Regions from separate parts of the Felis catus genome. Here region 1 is linked to region 2. A link is a contact called in public Hi-C data. All regions are on one chromosome and are shown on one strand. The core of a region is the stretch at or near the end of the contact, and the rest is flanking DNA. Distances in the headings are between cores, read along the strand shown.

Region 1 (5,917 bases), core at 3,060-5,559, 210 kb after region 2:
TAGCGCCGCGAGGCCCGGCCCGGGCAGCGCCGCGGCCGCCGCGGGCCCGCCGCGCCCATCGCGGCCCCCGAGCCGCCCGCAGGCCCGACGCCGCCGCTTTGTTCCGCACGCCCACCCCCACCGCCGCGGCCTGCGCCTTTAAGAGGGGACCATGCCCGGCGCGCGCCGGCAGCGGCTAGAGCGCGAGGCGGCGGCGGCTCCTCCCGCTGGCGCACGGGGGCGCGGGGCCAGCGCGACGGCGACGGCTGTGGCAGCGGAGTCCGCACCCCAGTCCCGCCCTGCCCGCGTCTCTCGGCTGGCTCGGCTAGGCTCGCGCGGCACCCGCCCCTGTCCTCTTCGTGGCCGGCGCCGCCGCTGCAGCTGCACATCCTCCGGCTTAGCTCGCCATTGCAACAGGAGCCCCTCACGTCACGCACGGCGCGTTATGAAGCGGCCCCGGCGGCGGTGGAGCCTGGCCCCTCTCGGGATCCGTCCGCGCCGCCGGATTGGCGCAAAAGTGAATGGGGGGCGGTTCACGTGGCCAAAGTTTAACAAAAAAAAAAAAAAAAACCCTCCCGGCGCGCGCTAGGCGCCCGCCCCGCCCGCGCGGTCTGCGGCTGGGCTGCCGGGGCGGAGGGGGCGTGGGGCCGGCTCGGCGCCGGCGGGGGCCCGGGCCGCGGCGCCCTGCAGCCCGTTATCCGCCCGGCGACCACGCCCCCGCCGGTCCGAGCTCGGACTCTTGGCGGCGGCGCCCAGCCCTGTCCCCGGGGCGTCCTCTCCCCGGGACCGTGTCCTCCAGGCGGCCCCATCCTGCAAGATGCACTGCTGGCGTGAAGCTGAGGAGGGATTTTTAAAGAAGGGGCTTCTTGGTCCCCAAACTCTGCCCGAACCGCTCGTTCCATCTGTTGAGACTGTCCTCACATAAACCCCACTGCCCACGCCCTGCCCTCCAGCCAGGCGGACCTGACCGTCTACCTTCCCCGCGTCTTCCCGATTCACACTGCACCTTTGTTCCCGCCGTTATGTGGGCAGGAACGAGCACATATAGAATAAACAGTGCAGGAGCCGTTTGAGACGTGCAAGCTTAGAGAGTGAACCGTGAATTCACTTACCTTGTTCCCTGCCCCTAGTTTCTAAGCTTAAAAAAAAAAAAAAACACCCGTATTTAATGCCCAAGCTCCTAACACTGCTAGTCTTTAATGGATTTGAAGAAATGGTAGGTGATGTTAATACTCTGGATGGTAAACACTACTTTTATTTACATTCTTTGTGGGCAGATAGTCGACTAGTACCCCCAATCTACCTGAATCTTTGTCAATATTTCTACGTAGTTCATCCATAAAAGTGCCGTGTATTTCTAGACACAGGTTTTGAACAACAGCCTCTCTAGGATGGATTTTAAATTTTATACATTTCCTCTTTTTAAAAAGAAACTTAGTAAGGCTACAAAAGCCAAGGAAGTGTCCATACAACTAATGTTTGCATAGAGTAAATATTAGTCTTGTTACTTAGTCGCCAATATATTGGGGTTTTCTAATGAAACTCCTGGAGAGCAAAGTGTTTCCCTGGGCCTGACAGGTCCCCTTCATGTCATCAAATGAATTAGGGACAGAAAGTAAGCATGCTTGAGGTAATCCTTTGGATCTTTCTTCATTGTTAATATGACCAAATGTTTGAAATATTACACAATTTGAAGTGGCAAGTTGTGGGAGATACAGACACAGTCTCTGCAATTGAATGGTGGTCACTGTTGTTTATTCTTCAGATATTACCACTTTCTTTGGCACTTGTGATTTATGTCAAAAATAGTTCATTACCCACCTTCCCCACAGACTCCCTCCCGAAGAGGTGATCCACATCTAAAAATAAAATGCTCATTATACAGTGAACACAGGATTCCAGCAGTGGTCTTGGGCAAAATACAGAACACATAACCATGAATTACAGGCTTGAAAACCATCCAAAGGGGTTTCCAGTAAGACCATAAGCCACAAATGCCAAGTAGTCACCAGATGCCCCAAATTCAGCAACAGCCCCATAATTCACAATGATTTCCATAAAGCACGAATCTGGCAAGACACAGATGTTCAATCTGGTGACATACTTAATGAGTTCAGTATTTTCTAACCTGCCTAAAACCCTGTATATTTCCTCTTCTAGACTGAAATCCAATGAAAAGCATATAAACATGTGTTGGGACTTAACATTTTGTGGCTGGTAAACGTTTTGTCCTCCTCAATTTCTTGCTTCGTAGATCCATAGCCTCACCTGCCTCCTCTGCAGACTCATGAAGTGTGTCTTTCATGATGTAGAGAGGATTCCCTATCTCCATAAAGCCTGAGTGACCATTTAGAACGCCCAGTACAAAGAGAATGTGACATAGGTGAAGTCCTCCCAGGAAAAGCAGGGTGATGCCTGCCCAGAGGATGGTGGGAAGGGAGGAGAGCCAAGGACCTATAGAAGTCAGCCAGGGGCTCCCGGAGCCTCTACACCGGTGAAAGGGCCGCTTCCCAAGTGCAGCCTGGGGATAGGGAGGGGAAGCTTCAACTCAGCTGGAAGCAGCAGCTCGATCTTCAAGCTGAGATAGTTCTCCCCGGGAAGGATCTAAAGATGTCCCATCAAGGGCCCCTGCAGAGGCCTGAATCAGGAGGGGATTTCATAGCTGAAGGCAAATGCCAGGATTTCAGTGACAGCCCAAAGGGCCAAATCGATAACTCCACTGTGGAGGCCTGTCTGTCTGGACACCAGCCCCACCAGCTCCTGCACAGCCATTACCAGCAAGGATCTTGGGAGGATGGCGTGCATCTGAGACCCTAGCCTACCAATGCACACACAGCACCCTCCTCAAAACCTGCTCCAGGCCAGGCAGCTCCTCACTCCCTATGTCTCCCTCCCCCTAATTTATTTTTAAAGGTGAGGAGAAGTCAGGTTGATCAGATTTCATAGGCATTGCACCTTAGTAAACGGAGGAAAGAACTATTTCTCGATTTTGCTGCACTAGGAGCCCTCCCTCTTAGGTTGAGGGACTCGTTGACTATTTTTCCCATCTTAAACAAGGAGTGGTGTTTGGGACACCTGGGCGGCTCAGTGGGTTGAACATCCAACTCTTGATTTCAGCTCAGATCGTGATCTCACGGTGCATGAGTTGGAGCCCCACACTGGGCTCTGCGCTGACAGTGCAGAGCCTGCTTGGGATTCTCTCTCTCCTTCTCTCTCTACCCCTCCCCAACTCATGCTGTGTGTGTGTGTGTGTGTGTGTGTGTGTGTGTGTGTGCCTTCTTCTCTCAAAATAAATAAACTTAAAAAAAAAAAAAAGGAGTGGAGTTAGCCACACTCAGAAAAACTTGCAAGGGAAGCCCCAAACTAGAGAGTTATTTAAGAATAAAAGTTCCTAATGGCACACACACCACCTAAGATGGGGGTCCCCGGCTGGCTCGGGTGCAGAATTGGGATTCTGGTCATCCCTCTACACGAGGAAGTCCCACCAGGAACAAGCTGCACACCCCCCTCAGGGGCTCAGTTTCCTCATCTCCAAATGGGTCTTTCCACAGGTCATGTTAAAGTCCCTTCTCCATGATTCTAGACTGATATTTAGAAATGTGTTCAAAAATGCCATGCTAACTTCATTTCTGTCTTCATGCAGTGTGATTATCTATGTCACGTACCTAAAATTCATCTCTACCTACATTACTGAATATTTTCTCACAAATTGCAACCCTCTTCCCACCCACGTTACATTTATTTTTTCTGTTGCTAATACATTGAATGCCTGTAACAGGTATAACATTTCATATAATTTGCAGCAATTTCTTGGAAACCCTTGGTAAATACCTCAATTGTTTGTTGGCAGCAAGCCTTGAGCAACCGACAGAGTTCCCTGTAAGGGCTTCTTTAAAGACACAGCTCCTAGACTCCGGCCTCAGACAAGGGGCCCTGCGAAAAGTGGTAATCATTTTTTAAAACCTTTAGAAACACCTCTTTTGAGAAACAGCAAATTCAGAGGAGGCAGTTATAATAATTGGTCTTTTCAGAAGGTTCTGTTCATTGCCTGCAAAGAAGAAAATCTATAATGACCATTTTACTAAGATTGCCACTTAACCTCTTTTAACCCAATAAAACTTTGCTTTATTATTAATGCTGCTATTAAACTGGCATTTAAGGTCCTCATTAGCTAATTACTTTTGCTCAATATTTCCTTCTATTTGCAGCATTTCCAGGCAGATGCAGGAAAGGGCAAGCTACTGTGGCTTATGTTCTGGCTTCCAGACATGAGTGGATCTGACACTGGTTGTGCTAGAATGATCTTCATGCTTCTTTGGTCTCTGCTTATCAGCTCTGTCCATTCTTTCTGTCAGATACTGAGTCATTATGGGTGTGCTTCTCACACAAGTGTGTGTGTTTGACAGAAGAAACTCAGCACCACTCTGCATGCTGGGCGGATGGGATGTAATCTTACTAACTAGGAAACATTGGCTGACGCCAGCACAGGCGCTATTGAGAAACAGCCTGAATGTTCTCTGCAAGATAACCTCACTGCGGAGGCCGGGGACAGTTTGCTTCTAGGCTAAGACTTAATCCTTGTAGAGCAGAGAAGTTTGCTTTTCCCATCCTTTGCCAAGAAATGCCATTAATCTTTAGAGCAGTGCCAGAGTTTCCACAGCTGGAAAGTTTGCACAAAGACAAAGCTTCCATTCCACAGGAGGGGGGGAAGGAGTGCCCCCCCCATCAGAACACAAGCACTAGTCGGCAGCATGGCCACCTTCAGGGGTCCATATGGTGGTCAGACCTGGTCACCTCGTGGAAACGCTCCAGACATATATGCAGCTCAGACTCTCTTTGTTTTACTCACAGCCTAATGAAGCATAAAATTGCTTGGAGGAAAAAAATATGCAAGTTGCAGAAGAAGTTTTAAGCTACAAATTGAGGCAGCAGAAATTCATATCCACAAACACATAGAGTGCAAAGCAAGAATAAGAAAACATCAACAACAGGGGCACCTGGGTCAAGCATCTGACTTTGGCTCAGGTCATGATCTCGCAGTTAGTGAGTTTGAGCCCTGCGTTGAGCTCCGTGCTGATAGCTCAGAGCCTGCTTCAAATTCTGTCTCTCTCTGTGCCACCTCTGGTCATGTTCTCTGTGTCTCTCTCAAAGAATAAATAAACATTAAAAAATTTTTAAGAAAACATCAATGACATAAAACCTGCTCAAACGACCCCATGTCATTAATCTTTCACATGCCTTGTTGTGTTATCACGCCCATGCTAGGGTCATAAATACATCATTACCCATCTAATGCATTATAAGGATGATTATCCAGAAGTGATATTAAGGCCTCTACAGGAGTTCAAAATAAAAATAGTATGATGATGCACTCTGTTGGAGAGTCTGGAGAAAGAGGCTCTCCAACAGTCTGGGAGCAAAATCATGCAACCCACTGGGAAGGCAATTTGGTCAAAATTGCAAAATACAAGTGCATTGACTTTTAACCCAACAATGCCACTTCTGAGAATTTGTTCCCCAGCTATACCAGTACAAAATGACACTTGTACATGGTTATTCTCTGCCACATTGTTCGTGACACTAAATGATTAGACCCGAGTGTCCATTTCATGAGGAATAGAGAAATAAACAATGGTGCATCCATCAGAGAAGGAAATAGTCTGCAGATGGAAAACAGAGCAAGGAAGCATTCACCTCCTACTGAGATGGAAAGAGTATGATGTGGTACAGAACAAAGAGCAGAGAGAATAAGAATTTTGCTAGTGTTTTTATAACAAAACACTAGAAGGATGCACAAGAAATAAGAGAAGAAAAGCCCCAGGTGTGGGGCTTGGCAGTTGAGGGAAAATGTGAGTGAGATTTCCCAGTAGAGGCTTAAATATTTGTCTGATTTTTTGTTACATGATTGTATTATGTATCTAACCCTCCAAAAAATGAT
Region 2 (6,291 bases), core at 1,399-3,898:
AAGGTGTGCATGTTTCAATGGGGACAGAAGTCACTGCTACCCTCAGGGGGGCCCCGGGCCATACGCTCAGTCCACCGCCCCAGCTCTGCCCTTGGGGAGATCGCCTGTATCAGCCCCCAGCTCTGGGTCCATTCCTTCCCACCAGCAGCTTGCCGACTCGGTTTTCTGGTTCCTAGTGGGGCCAGAAGCCACAAATCAGGAGGGAAAGAACTCTGTCTGGGACCTTACTGCTCGGCCCCGGAGGAATTCATGTTTGCTTGCGGTCTTCCCCTCCCAGTGGGGGTACTGGGAGGCCCTGCACAACTTTCGGTGACAAGCTGGTTGTGATGGCGGGGGTGGCGTGGACCCCCTTTGACAAGGGAAGAGACAAGTGCATGGAGTAAGGAGTTCAAAGCAGGCAGCCTGTTCACACTGCTGAGCCAACTGTAGAGGACAGGATAGTCGGTGTCCCCAGTGGTGGTATCAAGAAAGGTCACAATATGGGGCGCCTGGGTGGCTCAGTCAGTTAAGTGTCTGACTTTGGCTCAGGTCATGGTCTGGCAGTTCATGAGTTCAAGCCCCGCATCGGGCTCTGTGCTGACAGCCCAGAGTCTGGAGCCTGCTTTGGATTCTGTGACTCCCTCTCTCTCTGCCCCTCCCCTGCTTGTACTTTCTCTCTCTCTCTCTCTCTCTCTCTCTCTCTCTCTCTCTCTCTCTCTCTCTCAATCTCTCTCAAAAGTAAACATTAAAAAAACTTTAAAACATAAAAACCTAAAAAAAAAAAAAAGGTCACAATCTGCCCCCTGTACTCCCAAGTAAAACACGTTACAAGTCCAAGGGTAGAGTTGGTGCCCCTCTGTGACTGGTGGGTGGACAGAGGGCCGAGGGCCGGGTAGTCACCAGGGGGCACCACAGACACACGGGTGGTGCCAGGCACCTGGCCAGCAGAGGGCACCCAGCTGGGGCAGATGACCCTCTGTGTCCCTGCCACCCTGCCCCTGCCAGGGGCATCACCTGAGGAGGTCAAGGGAGGCAGGGGGGCCCAGCACTGTGCAGCAGCCCCCTCCCCTGGGGTGTGATGCCTCGGCCTCCAGGACCCTCAGCATCGGCTGCTGTTCCCAGGACGGGCCCGTGAGTAACTGTTACTCTTAAGAAGGCCCAGCGCTGAGAAGCACTTGGACTCCTTTCAGCCTGAAATGAACTGCCTCCCATTGATCTGGAGGGAAGGATAGTGTATAAACTGTCCCGTTTGCTGTATTTGATACAATTTCATGAGTTTTTGTTTTTTTTGGGGGGGGGCGGGGCTCCATCCCACAACCGTGAGATCATGATCTGTGCCAAAATCAAGGGTCAGACACTCAGGGCGCCTAAGCGTCTGACTCTTGACTTCAGCGCGGATCATGATCTCACCGTTCGTGAGTTTGAGCCTGGCATCGAGCCCTGTGCGGGCAGCGCTGAGCCTTCGTGGGATTCTCTCTCTCTGTTTTCCTGTCTCTCTGCCCCTCCCTCACTCTCTCTCTCTCAAAATAAATAAATAAAGTTAAAAAATTAAAAAAGAGTCGAACGCTGAACTGACTGAGCCACCCAGGTGCCCCAATATAATTCCGAGTTCTAAGAGACTATGAAGCCCCACACTATTGGAATCTTTGCTAAAGTGAATCCGTTACAATCATTTGTGCATTTTGTCAGGCACATGACCTTTCTCTTCAGTTTCTGCTCCCTTTGGTGTTTGATGGTACCTTTGACTCTCTCTCTCTCTCTCTCTCTCTCTCTCTCTCTCTCTCTCTCTCTCCTTCCCAGGCCCTCATGTTCCTGAGGTTACAGGGCAACCAGCTCATGGTGCTGCCACCTCAAGATAAGTGGACCTGTAGACAACTTAAAACCCTGGATCTCTCCAGAAACCAATTTGGCAAGTAAGCATGGGGTCTCCTTACCCTGGCGAGCTTGAAAATGTGCGTGTAACCACAGTCAAGCCGACCCTTGGCTTGGTGCCTTCCTTGGTGTGTTAGGGCCGCCATAACAAAGTACCTCAGGCTGGGGGGCTCAAACAACAGACTTTTATTTCCTCATGGCTCTGGAGGCTGGGAGTCTGAGATTAGGGTGCCAGCAAGGTTGCTTTCTCCTGTGGCCTCTCCCCTTGGCCTGAATATAACTACCTTCTCCCTGTGTCTCGCATGGTCTCCCTGTGTCCTAATCTCCACTTTCTTAGAAGGACACCAGTCAGATTGGATCAGAGTCCATTTGTATGACCTCATTGTAACTTGTGCACCTCTTTAAAGACCCCGCCTCCAAATACAGTCACATTCTGAGGTCCTGGGGGTTAGGACTTCAAAACATAATTTGGAAGAAAGGGGCACAACTCACCCAAAACAGTGTCCTGCCATCTCTAAGTTTTAAAGGCTCCAGGAGACTCTTCTCATGTCAACCTAACCTGTCATTCCGTTCCAAAGTTTTGGCCGATCACTAGCCAAAATGAGCATCCAATGAATAAAAATCACTCCCAAAGCCTTCTAATAAAACAGGAAGATCTGAGGATGAGCACAGCTGGTCCTTGGGGCCCTGGAGACCAGACTCCCAATTTCATTTGCTGAAGTCCACTTCTTAGCAGAATTTACCCCCCAAAGAGAGCCCCCCACTCCTGTGAGAATGTGTAATATGGAACAGCCACTGGAAAAGGCCTTCCTGCCAGGCACAGAAACGCTCACATCTGCCTCAAATGGAGAAGCTCAAGAAAGGGAATCATCATTGATCATGCCAGTGTTTGATCACCTCCTTTAGAGGTTTTATTCCCCCAAAGACTTGTGAACATCACTAGTGCAATTAGCGGTCAGGGGCTATGGGTGCTTACCTAGCAGCTGCAGGGGAGCCCAAACATCCTGCTGATCGACTTTTCTCCCATATCTCTGCATGGCTTGGCGTTGTATAATCACAGCAAAATAGTAATGTCTTTGCCATGCTTTCCTCAAAATCTGACCTTTCTTTGTTTTTGGCCCCGGCAGAAATGAAGACGGACTTAAAACAAAGCGTATTTCCTTTTTCACCACCAGAGGGCGCCAGCGTTCTGGGACGGAGACAGGTGCGTAAGGCGGTGCGGGCAGGAGACAGCTGGGCGGGTGTTCCCTGCTCCACCACCGGGGGTCGCCCTTGCATGGGGCTTTTCTCTCCCCGTTTGGCCTGCAAGTATCCTGAAGTCCCCTCTCCTGCTTGCGGTCCGATGAGACTGGTAGCTGCTGTGTGGGTGGGTCTGCCATGAGCGAGCACCGCCCTAGATATGGTGCACGTGTTAGAGCCTTTCTTAAAAGCCCACAGCATGAGGTATGGATTGGGGTTCCCCATTTTGCAGGTGAGGAAACTGAGGCTTCCACCGTCTTGCATTCAGCTCAAGCTTCCATAACAAAGCATCACAGACTGGGCGGCTTAGACAATGGAAATTTATGTTCTTACGGTTCTGGAGACTGGCAGTCTGAGATCAGGGTGCCAGCATAGTCGGCTCCTTGTGAGAGCCTTCTTGCTGTGTTCTCGCAAAGACCGACCGACAAACCGAGCCCGCCGGTGTCTCTTCTTGTGAGGGTACTAATCCCATTGTGGGACCCTACCTTCATGACCTCATCTAAACCTAATTACCTCCCAAAGGCTCCAACTCCAAGTATCATCACTCTGGGTGTTAGGGCTTCAACATATGAAGGGAAGAAGACAGTTCAGTCTGTAGCACCTGGCTGATGTGCCCAGGTCACACAGCTGCTCGGTGACAACCAGCTTTCAGCCCAGCACTGTGGGACTCCAGCCCCGAGGTTGGGAAGGGCAGCACTGTGAAGTCCTTACTGCCACACCGTAGCATCCACGGGAAGTCCACGTGGGCACACAGTCACCCCACCCCCACCCCCGCATGCTATCCTGGCCAGTCTGAGACTCTGTGGGGGGCTTAGGGTCTTCCCCCAAACTCATCAGAAACAGAACTTTTCTTAGAGTATTTTTACTGGTCTTAAAACCAGGCCAGTTCAGCAGACAATATCCCAGGAAAACAAATTTTTCTGGTTTTATTTTGTCTTCTGTGAGGTATGGGGGAAGGTGTGAACCTGTCCCTGGAGCTATTCAGCCGGCCCTTTTCTTTTTAACCTGAAAACTAAGACTTCTAAACCCAGCAGGGGTCACAGAAATATCCCTCAGGATGCTGTCCTGTAGAACCGGAACCAATATTTAGGTCATTTGAAATGTAACATAATGTTCTTCTTTGGCTCGATTTATGTTGGCAAGTGCTCTTTCAGTACAGATGGTGTAAGATGGGGACAAGAAATGCCAGAGGCCAAGACATATTGCAGGCATGACCCAAATGGTCTGTTCACCTGTTACGCCTGTTGATGAACTGATATGTTCAGTATATATATGGATATATGCATATATAGCAGTCACGTATGAGTGTGTGTATTTACATATGATTGAAAAAGTAACATGTCAGCAGTGGAACAGACCTAAGTAAATATAGGAATTAAGTATATGACAAAGGTGGAATTTCAATTTGGTAGGGAAAAAATGTTTTATTGTTTTAATAAATACTGTGGTGTAACTGCCTGTCCAGTTGGAAGGGGAAAAATCACAAGGCTGGAGTCCCTTCCTTATATCAACTACGAAAATTTCCATGTGGATTTCAGATTTACAGATAAAAGAAAAAGAAAACAAAAAACATTTAAGAGAATATATGTATAATCTGGGAGTGGAAAAGACCTTTAAAAACTAGGCGGGAAACCCAGAAGTCTTTAGAAAAGGACCAAAATCTTGGGCTTTGTAGAAATATGAAAGCTTTGTTCGGTAAAAGGCATCATAAACCAAGTCAAAATGCAAACAGACAAGAAATGTTTGCAACACAAATTGTTGCAACATAAACTGGCTTAAGTCCTAATATACAAAGACTGCTTACAAATTGTTTTTTCTTGTAAAGACAAACCAATAGGACAAAAAAAAAAAAAAAAAACAGGGGAGGGCAATGGATATAAACAGTTTGCAGAAAAGGAAGTACAAATGGTCCCTGTAACAAATGATGAGGCCTCGAACCAACTACTAGGGACACACAATTAGGAATTTCATAACCGGTCCTTTTTTAAAAAAAAATTTTTAACGTTTTATTCATTTTTGAAAGACAGAGTGCAAGCGGGGGGAGGGGCCGAGAGAGAGAGACACGCACAGAATCTGAAGCAGGCTCCAGGCTCCAAGCCGTCAGCACAGAGCCTGATGCGGGGCTTGAACTCACAAACCATGAGATCATGACCTGAGCGGAAGTCAGACGCTCAACCGACTGAGCCACTCAGGCGCCCCTCATAACCAGTCCTTCTTAAAATGAAGGGCCTTGGGACTTTGGAAATTGAGATCAGACATAAGGATTTCACTTGGAAGGAAAGAGAAGCACACCCTTTCTTCTCATCGATGCCCAAACGGGATGATGACACACGAGAAGTGTAGCGGAGGTGGATCTCAGTCATGTTTCCATTGCTTCGGGTTGAGCCTCGTACTTCATGAGTGGATTAGAAAGGTGTCTCCGGTTTAGAAATGTAGGCCTCGCAGGAGGTGGGCCCAACGCTGAGCGGGACCAGACACTCCCTCATGAGGCTACCAGAGCGCAAGGCCAAAGGCACGCATGAGCAGCGTAACTGGAACGTGCACCGTTCTGGAAAATGACCTTGCCGGTGGCCCCTCAGGAGCCTGTCTGGGGAGCGAGGTGAGGGGGGCCACACGGCTTGGCAGTTTCCCTGGCAGAGGTGGGCCGGGGCATCAGCACACGACAAAGTCCTCTGGAGTTCCTAACTTTCGCCTCGTGAGTTGAGGCCCACACCTGGGATTGCAAATTCTCCCTCGGTGGGGCGATTCTCTCGGGGCTGTTGATCCTTGGGTGAGGAATTATCTATAAAAGATAACTTATTTGCAGAAGGAGAGTAGAATTCTGAGGAGATTTATGTACGTTCAAGTAGTCATGTTTGTGTGGCGGCCTTGTCCAAAAATAATTTGGACAGCCGTTTTTACGGTAAAATTCAGACCAGCAGAGTCATAAATTACTTATGAATAAATAATTACAGTTCATAAATACCTCGAGCTGTGCTCGCGCAGCCCCGTTTCCATAGTTTCTGCACCGGGCCGAGAACTCTATGACAGGTGCTGTCTCTGTTTGCAGTGGTAATTGCTTGTTCCCTCCGTCCGTTACTTAGAGAGGCTTCATAAACACCGAGGTCAAACTGGAAAATCGGGACGCACAGAGGCCAGGTGTTGAGAACGTTCTCTGGGTAGAAAGGGAGCCTTTCTTATCGTGCGTGTGTTGCGGCAGGT

Evidence for each region. Hi-C and Micro-C count contacts between places; a contact is called where the count stands out from the background.
Region 1: a contact with region 2 is called in a Hi-C map of skin fibroblasts, with 5 times the contacts expected there. The contact joins two enhancer-like sites. A contact is called at or near these places in 2 of 3 Hi-C or Micro-C datasets (fibroblasts and skin fibroblasts).

Annotation. Positions count from the first base shown.
Region 1 is chrB3:19,490,907-19,496,823 of F.catus_Fca126_mat1.0, forward strand. No RefSeq gene overlaps it. Among named protein-coding and RNA genes, the nearest start is that of CHSY1, 3.0 kb to the left of the region's middle. Within about 2 kb of position 4,310, at least 4 of the 10 cell types and tissues checked have an H3K27ac peak or open chromatin away from gene starts, as enhancers often do.
Region 2 is chrB3:19,285,198-19,291,488 of F.catus_Fca126_mat1.0, forward strand. It overlaps LRRK1 (leucine-rich repeat serine/threonine-protein kinase 1), which reads left to right. Exons shown (of 34, transcript XM_045058899.1): 11 at 1,780-1,892; 12 at 2,979-3,055. Among named protein-coding and RNA genes, the nearest start is that of LRRK1, 87 kb to the left of the region's middle. Within about 2 kb of position 2,649, at least 2 of the 10 cell types and tissues checked have an H3K27ac peak or open chromatin away from gene starts, as enhancers often do.